2 separate regions of the Pan troglodytes genome follow, and region 1 is linked to region 2. A link is a contact called in public capture Hi-C data. All regions are on one chromosome and are shown on one strand. The core of a region is the stretch at or near the end of the contact, and the rest is flanking DNA. Distances in the headings are between cores, read along the strand shown.

What was found. Capture Hi-C pulls out chosen DNA fragments and counts their contacts.
Region 1: a contact with region 2 is called in a capture Hi-C map of stem cell-derived neural stem cells, with 8 times the contacts expected there. The contact joins two enhancer-like sites. A contact is called at or near these places in 4 of 7 Hi-C or Micro-C datasets (blood, induced pluripotent stem cells and stem cell-derived neural progenitor cells), 1 of 1 datasets of contacts at active chromatin or transcription factors (stem cell-derived excitatory neurons) and 1 of 1 other capture datasets (stem cell-derived neural stem cells).

Annotation. Positions count from the first base shown.
Region 1 is chr14:23,061,313-23,067,478 of NHGRI_mPanTro3-v2.0_pri, reverse strand. MIPEP (mitochondrial intermediate peptidase) reads left to right here. Exons shown (of 19, transcript XM_024348473.3): 6 at 3,085-3,267; 7 at 3,829-3,985. Among named protein-coding and RNA genes, the nearest start is that of MIPEP, 19 kb to the left of the region's middle. Within about 2 kb of position 2,243, at least 1 of the 24 cell types and tissues checked has an H3K27ac peak or open chromatin away from gene starts, as enhancers often do. A contact at or near this core is called in stem cell-derived neural stem cells, where this site is marked.
Region 2 is chr14:22,656,479-22,663,266 of NHGRI_mPanTro3-v2.0_pri, reverse strand. LOC129136803 reads right to left here. Exons shown (of 4, transcript XM_063792168.1): 3 at 3,936-4,112. Among named protein-coding and RNA genes, the nearest start is that of SACS, 37 kb to the right of the region's middle. Within about 2 kb of position 4,511, at least 2 of the 24 cell types and tissues checked have an H3K27ac peak or open chromatin away from gene starts, as enhancers often do. A contact at or near this core is called in stem cell-derived neural stem cells, where this site is marked.

The DNA of each region.
Region 1 (6,166 bases), core at 994-3,493, 410 kb before region 2:
CACACTCGTGGCTGTGCTCCGGCTGTCAGCCCCTCATACACAGTGCCCTCCCCCATGTGTTGTGTGCTGTCCTCCTCCTAGGCCTGCTCGCCAGAATTCCCTGGCTGAAGTCCCCATGAAGGCTTCATCCTCACACCACATTGCGAAGCTTTTATCAGTCCCCCAGGTGGAATTTTGTATTCATCTGAACGTATTTTACTTATTTCAGTCATGTGGCATTCTTCTTTACCTTTTGTTGATGATGATGCTGTTATTGTTGTGTTGCTTATCTAAATTCTGGGCTTACAAAGGATCAAGAACATGGATCATGTTTTTTAATGCATATTAGTTTTGGACTCAATAAAAGTATTGAGTGAACGTATGACAAATCATAATAATGCTAGCTATTATCAAATTTGATATCTTCAGAAGGAAGGTTGCTAGTAGAGAATCCATGTGAATAGTTTTAGTTTTTATGTATCCTCATGAAGGATGCTTTTGAAATTTTGCTGACAAATAATATATGTTCAGTTTCACCAGCATAGACATTGCCGCTTTTATCTAACATATTATTACAGTGTAGCTCCTCTTTCCCAGGGAGCAGCTCCCAGGGAACCCCTCAATATTGAATATGCAACTAAAGTAAACCTGCTCAGTTTTTGCCTTGTAACTTCCATGTTTGTTCTCAGAGGTGCTCCGCTAGGACAGGATATAAAGTAGACATGTTCCATTTTTCAAAAGAGAGACCATGAAATAAACCCACCAACAAAATCTATAAATCATCAAAGCCTATGTTCTTTCCAGTTGGTTTCTTATTTATTTATTTATTTATTTATTTTTTGAGGCAGTTTCACTCTTGTTTCCCAGGCTGGAGTGCAATTGGGCAATCTTGGCTACCGCAACCTCTGCCTCCCGGGTTCAAGCGATTCTTCTGCCTCAGCCTCCTGAGTAGCTGGGATTACAGGCATGTGCCACCACGCCCAGCTAATTTTGTATTTTTGGTAGAGACGGGGTTTCTCCACGTTGGTCAGGCTGCTCTCGAACTCCCGACCTCAGGTGATCCACCTGCCTCAGCCTCCCAAAGTGCTGGGATTATAGGCGTGAGCCACTGCACCCGGCCTTAATTTTTAAGGTCTCATACAAATATAACTTATAAGTTTAAATGTAATAGAAACGTTTATTTTTAACATTATTTAATAACACAGAAATTTCATAGAATTTTTGAAGAGTTCAGATTATTGTACATTTCATTGTTACCACAGAATGATGAAGTGATATGCCTGGCAGATCATTGAAGTTGGCATGAACTCAGTTTTGATTTTTCCAGAGATTTTATCAGTAGATAAAATCTTCAAAGTAGTTAATTTTATCACATTTTTTTTTTTCAAAGTAAAAGTTTTGAAGACAATTTTGGAACTGTAATGTGATTTCAAAATCTTGTTCATCTTTTTTGTTATTCCACTTGTTACCATTAGGTGGTGATAAATGGCCATATCAGAAACAAAATAAGCAAAGAGAAATCTGGACTGTAAGGAAATGGGAGTCTCCTAAAACTTTTTTCCATGAAATTTGAATTTTCTATATTGAAATTCTGGGGATATTGATATATACTCAATTTTTTCAGCATCTTATCAAGCATGCCTCTACATCATCTATGTTTATCTTTAAAAAGTATATTAGTATTGTGGCTTAATCATTTTTTAGGAGCATAGAACAGTTTAGAACCTGTTAATTGCTATCTCCTCTCCCAGAAAGATTTGTGTACACTTTCACCTGAAGCCCAACATGAGCCCAGTGCGGGGCCTGTCTAGTTTTTTGGTAACCAGTAACTGAAAATTCATATGCAGAGCCTGTCTAGTTTTTGAGTAACCAATAACTGAAAATTCATATGCAGAGCCTGTCTAGTTTTTGAGTAGCCAATAACTGAAAATTCAGCCCTTCTCCTCCAGTCAGCCTGACTAATTATGTGGTTTCTAGTTTATATTTAATCTTAAAGCATTTATGGCAACCCCTTTGCTAATACACGTTTTCTCAGGTTATTGTGTATTACAAAGATATGACTGCAAGATTAAACCTAAGCAGATGTGTCCGCACCATCCACGTCCTCATCACTGACCATTTGAAGGCCTGACAGGAGCAAGGACCATGTGCCACATGGCAGGGACACAGAGTAGAAGAAAGGACCATGCCCTGGGGTTCCAGTCTGCTTCTTAGACTTCACTGTATCATTCTGTAGCAGCTCAAGCACATGCAAAATCAGAACTTTTTTCCCCCCTGAGACAGGGTCTCGCTTTGTTGCCCAGGTTGCAGTGGTGTGATCGTAGCTCACTGAAGCCTTACCTCCTGGGCCCAAGTGATCCTGCTGCCTCAGCCCCACATAGGGCTGGGACTGCAGGCGTGTGCTACCACACCCAAAATCAGAACTTTTAAAATGTGCTTCCCCCTTCTGGAGGCTCACTACACTTTTGCAAATAACTGTTTTTTTGTTTTTTTTTTGAGGCAGAGTCTCCCTCTGTCTCACAGGCTGGAGTACAGTGGTGCGATCTCGGCTCATTGCAACCTCCGCCTCCTGGGTTTGAGCGATTCTCGTGCCTCAGCCTCTCGAGTAGCTGAGATTATAGGCACGCGCCACCAAGCCCAGCTAATTTTTGTATTTTTGGTAGAGATGGGATTTCACCATGTTGGCCAGACTGGTCTCCAACCCCTGACCTCAAGTGATCTGCCCTCCTTGGCCTCCCAAAGTGCTGGGATTACAGGCGTGAGTCACTGCACCTGGCATGTGTTTTTCAATGTTGTTAATTTCAACAATTAGTTATATAACCTAGACATAAAATAGAACTAGAAGTTATGTAAATCTTAAAACATAGAAACATCAGAAAACCATAAGTATGATCTTTTTGTTAGAATATTAAATATCTGTTAAAAGTAAAATTAATATATTATTTATAATATAGTAACTATATTCATTTTGCTAAACTATTTAATATTTTATTAAATGATAATTCAACTATATATGTTGATTTGACATATTTATATTTTGTTTATTAAATTGTGAAATATTAATTCAAAACGCCTTTAAATAACTTTTACTCCTCCTGCATACAGCGTAAAAGAGCAGTGGACCTCAATGTTAAAATCTTGGATTTGAGTAGTACATTTCTTATGGGAACCAATTTTCCCAACAAGATTGAGAAGCATCTCTTACCAGAACACATTCGTCGTAACTTTACATCTGCTGGGGATCATATCATAATTGATGGTCTCCACGCAGAATCACCGGATGACTTGGTATGTATGTTTCATTCTCTTTGTTGTTTAGGTCCCATTTGTGTGTTGCTACTGTTTTAACCCAAAATTCAGTGATAATATAATAGTATCCTTAAAAACTTTTTAGCATTACTAAGCCCTAAAAATTTAACTTGTGGAATTATTAATGCCATAAACACTTTAAAGAATGAAAATGATTTAATTACTTATATTTCATACAAGACTCCTTATTTTTAAAGTATGATTAATAACACCATGAACTGACATTCTAGACTACAGAGACTTTTAAATTCATGCAGCCTTACTTCTGGTTAAGATGCTTTATAGCATAGAGATCCACGCCCTGGGTAGAGGTTTGCCCCACCGTACCTCAGAACAGTACCCTAGAGCTGCAGTCAAGTATGCTGTTGCATCCCATGCTATTTTATGACTCTGGAAGCTTTATGGCCTCGTGTAGACCATTGCTTTATTTTGAAAGCAGTGATCATCTGCAGATCAAGTGGTGAGCATGAGCCTGTGTTATTGTTGCATAGGACTGTGTGATGATATTTATAGCCTTCACCATTTACTTTTTAAACGTAGGTGCGAGAAGCTGCTTATAAAATTTTTCTTTATCCCAATGCTGGTCAATTGAAATGTTTAGAAGAATTGCTCAGCAGCAGAGATCTTCTGGCAAAGTTGGTGGGGTATTCCACGTTTTCTCACAGGGCTCTCCAAGGAACGATAGCTAAAAATCCAGGTAAGCCTGTTTATCCAACATTTAAGGGCAAAATAGGATTTTTATGAAACTGAGCTTTTGATTTTAAATAGCTGTAAATTAGTGTTCTATTTTTAACACATGTAGAGAACCATTTATTGAGTTTTTCTATGTATTTTTATAGGAACCATTTTTAAATAGAGCTAATAATTTGGCATAATTCTGTCCAACCAAAGAATTTTATTTGATGTGAATGTTGAGAGTAAAATCATAACCTAAATTTTCATTTTGATGTTAGTCTAAATTGTTTTCATTTTAACCCAGTTTCTGTGCTGAATTTGACAAATTGGTTAGAATTAGGGTAAGAGAATGAAAGATCAGTATGTTTACTGAGGTCAAGGTTAAATGTAGGTTAGGTCATATAAAAAACACACAGTCAGATAAGCTTCCTTTTCAGAGAGAAGAGTACTGCTTAGGAAGGTTTGTGCTAGGTGAGGTGTTACGGAAGTGTGTCGTTGGGTTTGTCATAAACTTGCCTTGTGCTATGTTGAGTTCCTTATGATTCATAATGTCTAAGAGAGAATGTTACACAATAATAATATAAATGTACATAATATGTTTTTTCAAAAGCATTTATTAACTTACAGTTGTAATTTAGGTGGTGAGTCAGGAGTAGGGTGGCCATGATGATGGAGCTGCGTGAGACTCAAGGTCTTGGCAGTGAAGTTGCAAGACTTAGTGAGGGTGAGAGGGAGGAGGAGGCATTGTGGTGGGCCCCCTGGGTTTCTGGTTGTACATCTGGTTAGACATTCCACTCACGGACAGAGGGGACACTGGGGGCAGATCACAACCTGAATCCTCGCTTGTCTTTATTCCTTCTGTGCTTATCCCTTCTCACCCTAGCATGTTCCTCTCTTCTCCAAAGTTCTCTAAATGCACTCAATCTTACTTCTTACTCTTTCGTAAACAACTGTTTCCCTTGACCTGTCAAGGCTCTCGGTTAAGCTACAGGCGTGTCACGCTCATTGCGGCCTGGGTTCCCTTGCTCGTGTCACTCTCCTACGGAGAGCAGCTTTTCTTCCTGGTCTGCCTGTTAAAATCTTACCCCATATTTTTAGTGCTCAGCTCAAAACCCACCTCTTTCATGAAGCTGGTTAAACTTTTTCACTTTCCTTGGACTCCTTTGTCCCCGAACCCTTAAAACACTTACAATTTTTTTCATATAATCGAAGCTCCTAAACAGATATAATATGTATGTTATGTATTAAATGTGTGTTTTTAGTGTATGTTTTTTCTTTTTTTGTAAGTATCAGTTTGGTGAAAAGTATGTTTTTCTGTACTCGCTGTTGTCAACAGTTTGATTATAATAGTACCATATTTTTATTTTATATTTATATAAAATAATAATATTAGAATATCATTCAGTGCTTATCCTGTTGTTATCTCATTTCCTTCCTCTGCAGCTTTGTGAGGTAGGTATTTGTATTCATGTCACAGATAAGGAATCTAAGGTTAGGTTATATTGCTAAAATGTGGCAGAACTGAAGCCTAAACACATATTCTACATTTATGGTTTTCCACAGGCTGCTTGAGACCTAATGCCCTATGTTTTATATCATCTACATCCCCCTTTTGTTTATTAATTCAGCAAATATTTACTGATTGCCCACTATATGTCAGATATTATTCTCGGTCAGGGAAATAAGTCAGTGTATAAAGCAGAAGAAAATTCCTATCCTTATGCAGTTTACATTCTTGGGAGCAAGGGAAGACAGTTAAGAACGAAATAAGTAGATAAAGTGTGTGGTATGTTATTAGTTAATACAAGCCGTGGAGAAAACTGAACAGGGAAGGGGATAAGGTATGGGGCATGTAGGCTGGTGTTGGAGTTTTAGAGAGCATTGTTGGAGGGCTCACTTAGAATGTGGAATGTGAGCGTGCTCTTGACAGACACAAGCGTGAGGCTGTGGCTCTTGAGGGGAGAAAGGTTTCACGCAGAGTCACTATCAAGTGCTAAGGTCTTGAGGCAGAAAAATGCCTGCCACGTTTGAGGAGGGCAGAGTGGCTGAAGCGCAGCGTGTGCAAGGAGAGTGGCGAGAGGTGGGAACAGACTGATAAGGGGCGGCATTAAGTAGAGACTTGATGCAAGTGCAGCAGGTCACTGTGGGGGTTGGGGCAGAGGAGTGAGATGATCTGACTCCAGTGCTAATGGTGAGTCCGTGC
Region 2 (6,788 bases), core at 3,262-5,761:
TGCACCACCTGCCTGGCTAATTCTGTATTTTTAGTAGAGACAGAGTTTCACCATGTTGGTCAGCCTGGTCTCAAACTCCTGACTTCAAGTGATCCACCCGCCTCGGCCTCCCAAAGTGCTAGGATTACAGGCGAGAGCCACTGTGCCCTGCCAATTGTTTGTACACTTTAAAATGATAATTTTATGGTACATAAATTGTATCTTAAAAAACAAGGGAAAAAATGCATAGAAACAGTTTAGACATGCATTAGCTTCTGTGAATAGCATTGTCAACAATCCAACATAAATTAATTAAAAAACAAGAATCAGGCTCATTTTTTACAATAAAAGCTTTTGATATTTTTATACATGCTGTTTATTCAAAACTTATAGGTTTTCTATATGGGAAATTACAATTCCCTTCATAACCTTTTGTTTAGTTTCAATGGTAGAATGACACAAATATTTTAATGTAGCAATGATTGTCTACTTTAATTGCCTATACACACACTTTCAATAAGTATGTACCATTTTTGTAATTCTTGTCTTTTTTTCTATTTTAAATTTGTTCTGATAACATTGATTGAAATATAATATTTTGTCTAGGGGCCGGGCACGGTGGCTCATGCCTGTAATCCCAGCACTTTGGGAGGCTGAGGCGGGCAGATCACGAGGTCAGGAGATTGAGACCATCCTGGCTAACACGGTGAAACCCTGTCTCTACTAAAAATACAAAAAATTAGCCGGGCTTGGTGGAGGGCACCTGTAGTCCCAGCTATTCAGGAGGCTGAGGCAGGAGAATGGCATGAATCTGGGAGGCAGAGCCTGCAGTGAGCTGAGATCGTGCCACTGCACTCCAGCTTGGGTGACAGAACGAGACTCCATCTCAAAAAAAAAAAAAAAAAAAAAAAAGAAATATAATCTTTTGTCTCTTGAGTCTGGTAATAAAACATTTGGGCTTGTATTTTGTGTGTCTTTGCTTTTTAAATTTTATTTTTCTAGTAATTTATTTCTACTATATTTTAAAAAGTAACCTTCTGCAATTGATTTGAAATTTTAACACAAAAGCTGGTCCTTCACCACAGATGCTTTGAGAAGCACTTGTGTGGGGCACCTGGATGTGGACAGAGTACTCTGTAATAAATTATCTACAACAGAAGATTTACATCTTCCTAGGTAAATGTGTGAAATTCCTTCATTCTTTATCTTTCGTAACAGTGACAATGTTGACCTTCCAGATGCTCTGGAAGGGTGGGAAGGGGACGGGTGCCTGGCAGGGCTGTGACATAGTGGTGTACATATTCCATCATTCCCTTTGTTTTGCTCCTTCTCTTTCAGGTCTCCAATAGAGGAGGCTGGCTCCTTCTTACAGAGCCTCCAACAACGATTATATTCTGGGCTTCAGCATCCTTCGCTTGCCTGTACATTCGCTTTCTTATTTTATTTTATTTTATTTTATTTTTGAGACAGCGTATTGCTCTGTCATCCAGGCCGGAGTACAGTGGCGCGATCTCGGCTCACTGCAACCTCCGCCTCCTGGGTTCAAGCAATTCTCCTGCCTCGGCCCCCCGAGTAGCTGGGACTACAGGCACACCCCATCACGCCCGGCTAATTTTTGTATTTTTAGTAGAGATGGGGTTTTACCACATTGGTCAGGCTGGTCTCGAACTCCTAACCTCAGGCGATCAACCCACCTTGGCCTCCCAAAGTGCTGGGATTATAGGCGTGAGCCGCTGCGCCAAGCTTGTACATCAGCTTTTTGTCCTCTGGAAATGTGTTGAAATTTCTTGTCTACTGATACCCTTCCATGCTTTTTTTGTTGCATGAGTTTATTCCTCTTTGTATTTCTACGTTGTCATTTCATTGGGGTCTCAGGAGGGACACGAGGTAAACACATATGTTCAGTATGTCATCCTGAACTAGAATAGCCAGGTTTTGGTTATGGAAAATAATAATGCTGAATGTTTTTTGTCTAAGCATACATTTTCATTTCTCTGTGTAGATATTTAGAAGTGGATGTATTTAACGTACTGAGTAACTGACAAACTGTTTTCCAAAGTGACTGTATCTTTTCTACATTCCCACCAGCAATGTATAAGGATTCCAGTTCCTCTAAATCTTTACCAGAATTCGATATTTTCAGTTTTTCTGATTAGAGACATTCTAGTGTGTGTGTCATAGTATCTCAGTATGGTTTTAGTTCGCATTTCTTTAAGCACTGATAATGTTGAGCAACTTTTCATATGCTTATCTGCTATCATAATATATTATTTGGTGAATTATCTGTTCATATCTTTTGCTCAACATTTTGAATTGTCTTTTTTTAATGGAGTGATAAGAGTTCTCTATTCTGATGCAAGTCCTTTTTCAGACACGATTTGCAAATATTTAGTCTCAGCTTGAGACTAAACTTCGCATTTTCTCTTTTCTTTATTTTTTGGAGACGGAGTCTCACTCTGTTGCCCAGGCATTACAATAATAAATTTCCCAATATTAAACCATTCTTCAATTCCTAAAGTAAATTCTATTTAGCCTACTCTTTTAATATGTGGTTAAAATATTTTTATAATATTTTGTGATTTTACATCTATATTCATAAAAAGATCATAGCTTCGCATCTTTTTAAAGGTTTTTATCTTTTGTCATTAAGATTGTTCTTGCTTCATAAAATGAACTCAATAATTGTCTTTGTTTTTTCTGTATGTTTTAGTACAGCCTGAATAGCCTATGAATGATGTATTATCACAGAATTTAAAGACATTTACTTCTAAAGCCCCTTAAGACTAAAATCATGGTTCTCAAATCTAATTGCATATTAAAATCACCTGGAGAGCTTTAAAAACTCTCAATGCACAGGCCACACCCCTGATAAAAGAATTCAGAATCTCTGATGTAAGGATTTTTAAATGCAAAATAAAATGAAAGGCTCAATAGTTTATAAAGTTTGTGCTAGATCTAATCTTTTCTGGTTTTGTCTGTAATTGGTCCAATAGTAAATATTGATTCATCTGTAATTGTTCTGACATCAACTAATGGTGTCCATAGCAATAGCACTACAAGCTAGTTTCTCTGCCTTTATCTTGCTTTAATTGTACACAAAACTAATAAGGCAAAGCACGTAATATAATAACTATTTTAAAAGCAAATGAAACAAACTTTGGAAGGTTAAGTGGCAAAGCCGCTTGACTCCCATCACTTTGGCATTTCAATCAATAATAGAGTCTAAAGACCAAACAATAAAACAATGGTTAACATAGAAAAAAAGAAATATGAGTTCATTAACTAACCAGGAGATCTTATTTCCAAAGAGTAAATCTGATTACATTGTTCCTGTTTAAAACCCTTCAATGGCTTCCTTATGCCTAAAAGGAAAAAAAAAAATCCAAATTCCTTTGTGTGGCATAAGAGGTTCTTTGTGTAACGCAAGATCTGGCCCCTCATCACCTCTCCAGTCGTATTTCTCAAAAGACCTCTCTTGCTTCCTATACTCAGTCATGCAAAATGTTCTGCAATGCTCTGAATGCCCTGGCTTTTCTTTTCCTTTTTGTGCCCATGTCTGTGCCCAAGTTATTTGCTTTTTCTGAAAGATCTATCTTTCAAAACCTTCTTTTCCCTCCCTCCCTCCAATCCTGTTGACCAACTTATCTTTTAAAGTCTGATTCAGTTTCAGGGCCATCTCCTCCGAGACCTTCCTTCCTGACTGCTTCTCGAGTTCCCCTATAAAACAGTGACTGCCCAAAGAGCAGCAACAGTTTGTAAATCATTCCATTCATGCTGCCTAGAACAAAGCTGCAGTTGTGTTTAATAAAGGTTTATCAAATGGATGAAGACTGGTCACTATTAGTCTTGACCCCTTCTATTTGAAATATGTGAAATACACAAAGTAAAATATAATTTCTGATAGGGGCTGATATCAGGAACTGTAGGAGATCTGTCCATTGAATCCAAGGTCTTACCTATTAAATCTCTACTGTGGCCAGTCTGCGCTCCTGGATTTTCAAGGGGCTCCGTGGAATTGGGAGGCTGATGAAGCTGGCGACCACCCTCCGTAAGCATGCTGTGTTGGTGATTCCAGTGCTTACTCCTTTCCTCAAATGTGGTCATAAGAAGTCAGGAAAGTCAATATGCTTTCACTAGGAAAAAAGGAGGAAAGCCTGCTTTAGTTGGTTGTTACATTTTTGATGAGGCGAAAATTCAAACAAAACTATAACCACAAGGACCATTAATTGTTCTTTCCTGTTAATAACCATAGTTAGCCAATTGGATTGTGAGTGTGTGGCATGCTTGTATTGTGTATGTGAGTAGGGAATGCACGTGCGTTAAAGTTCACATGTGCTTAAGAGCTTAGACACACCCGCAATTTGCAAGACAGCTTCATGTCCTGATGTGGCCAAAGCTGTGTAAGAAGCCTGAGCTGTAATTACTCCGCACAAATTTACATCCTGGGGTGCTCACATCATCCTGTGGTCTGTATGCTCTGTGGCTACACACCTGGCTGAGAACAGAATTAATGATGAGAAACGTGCCTGCTTCTCTGCATAAAAGATGATGTCTGAGTAGAAGGTCGCCAAGGGAGGATTAAGAGCAAGAATGCGAGAATGTGCTCAGGAATCCGTGCGTGAGATGATGAGCTTGTGAGCTGATGTTGATTCTGTGCAGTTCCCAGTGTCTTATTCACAGGCAAGATTTTCTTGCTCATCGTTCAGCCTTCAATGTTTTAAGCAAAGATTTTTAAAAAGATCTAACAGGAAACGAGGAGCTGCAGTGAAGCTTGGGCAGTCAGTTCGAATCTGAGTAAATATCTGTCAGATTGGAGAAGCGCTGAAAGCATTAAGATACTTGGAGATTTCTCTTTTTCTTTGGCAAGAAGCATGACTGAGACAGGTAAGGGCTAGGAATTCTTCCGGATCACTCCCTCCAACAATGGTCTTTCCTTTGAATTTGCACTTTGGAGTTTGACACAGATTAGTGCTTCCTAGTCCTCTAACTGTAACACATGCCTCAGTTTCCCTTCTCCGATAAGATTGCAATATCTTTGGGTGCAGAAAAAAAAATAGTTGATCCTTTTCTTTGTAGCCCAGCAAGTTCCAGGCACATTAGAAACTGATTAGAAACTGGTACACAAGTGTTACTTGCTTAATTTATTATAAATGCTTTAAAAATGAGGTAATGACTATCATTGAAAAATAAAACCAAACTGTGAAGAACTTCTCTCTTCCTGTTAGTGGAGACTTTCCACATAATTTTTTTTTTTTTGGGAGGCAGTGGACATGTTGAGTTTTCAATTGAATATTTTGCTGCAAACAACTTAGGAGGAGAGGAAAAAAGAAAACGCAAAGCCAAACAAAGCTGGTATTTTTCAAGTGCTCATTAATTTCAAAACCACGGTGTCTTTCATTGATTTTTTACCATTAAAAAGGACAGCAATGCCCATCTGCTCAAAATTCCATCCAGAAATGAAATTATGAATTAAAGCTGTGTTACACATGTACAATTGAGACATCCTCTGTTTGGGCCTGCCAGATGACACACTGAAACAGCCTGGGGTCTGCGCTTGGGGTGCTGCCAAGGAAGCAGATACACGGCTGATGAAAATCATCCATCATTTCAAATCAGAGGTACCATATTCCTGCAGACTCCTGTTATGAACAATCTCATTTGATCTTATATTGGAAAAAGCTGTCTTCAACACTCAGGCCTGGCCCCAGGCACAACGAGGCAGATGGAATAGGAATCTCTCATTCCATGCCTGCATTTGCCGGAATTCTAGGATTCTGTCAGAAGTTTTCTTGTATGAGCCTAGCCTGACAGGATTAACTTCACTGAGTTGTGCTTCAATATCAGTTCTTACCTCCTTCAATTTGTGCAAAAACTCTCATGGAGGACAGTGTTCATCATTTTTTCACTTAAAACCATATATATGAGTCATTATATAGAGCGATTCTTTTTAGATTCAGTTTCTGGGAAAAAAATTAAAAAGTCACATGATCTTTCTGTCTGCTAATGATATTATGCACGTTGCTCTTGTCTCTATTTTTGCCTTGGCCTCCAGGAAGCTCACAGCCACGTTTTACACTCAAATACAGAAATAATATTACCATATGCTAGTATTACCATATTTGTGATACTCTTTTCTGTTGATCCTTAGTTTCCATTTCCATTCTTCTTTTATTAAGCCTAACACTTTTTTTGTTGTAAGCTATATCAAAATCATTTTGGAGAAAGGCCAGGCTTATATAAATGATAAAGCATAAACATCTTTTATTTCCCAGCTAAGTGGTTTGTGTTTTAGAGTATATACTTTTAGAAGAAACAGATTGTTTCTTTAAACAGATGAGAATCAAATATCTTGCTTCTTCATGAAGTTAACCACAGTTAGATCATCCACATTGACACAGATGCCTGATAAAAGATCAGGATTGCGTTTGATAACCAGGTTTCTCTTACACATTCTCAGCAGCTTTCAGTCTCTGAAGTTTTTAGTCTTCTTTATTTACTACATTAATCTTGAAAGTAAACAAGGTTCTTATCTAAAATTAATATTTTAATATTAAAAGAATTTATTAGAAAAGAATTTAATCTTTTAATATTTAAAAGATATTAAATAAGTTTACAAAGACAACAGCAACTAAGAATGACCATGACTGAATAGAGCAAAACTGTAATAAAATACAACAAATAAAATAAAGGAATATATCCGTGAAATGTTAAGAAAGGCACTGGCCCAGATAATCAGCACTGAGACTCCATCTTGGGTTTGCTTTAAAGCCTCTAGCATGAAGCTGATGGCTGCCCAGTCATCTCAAGGG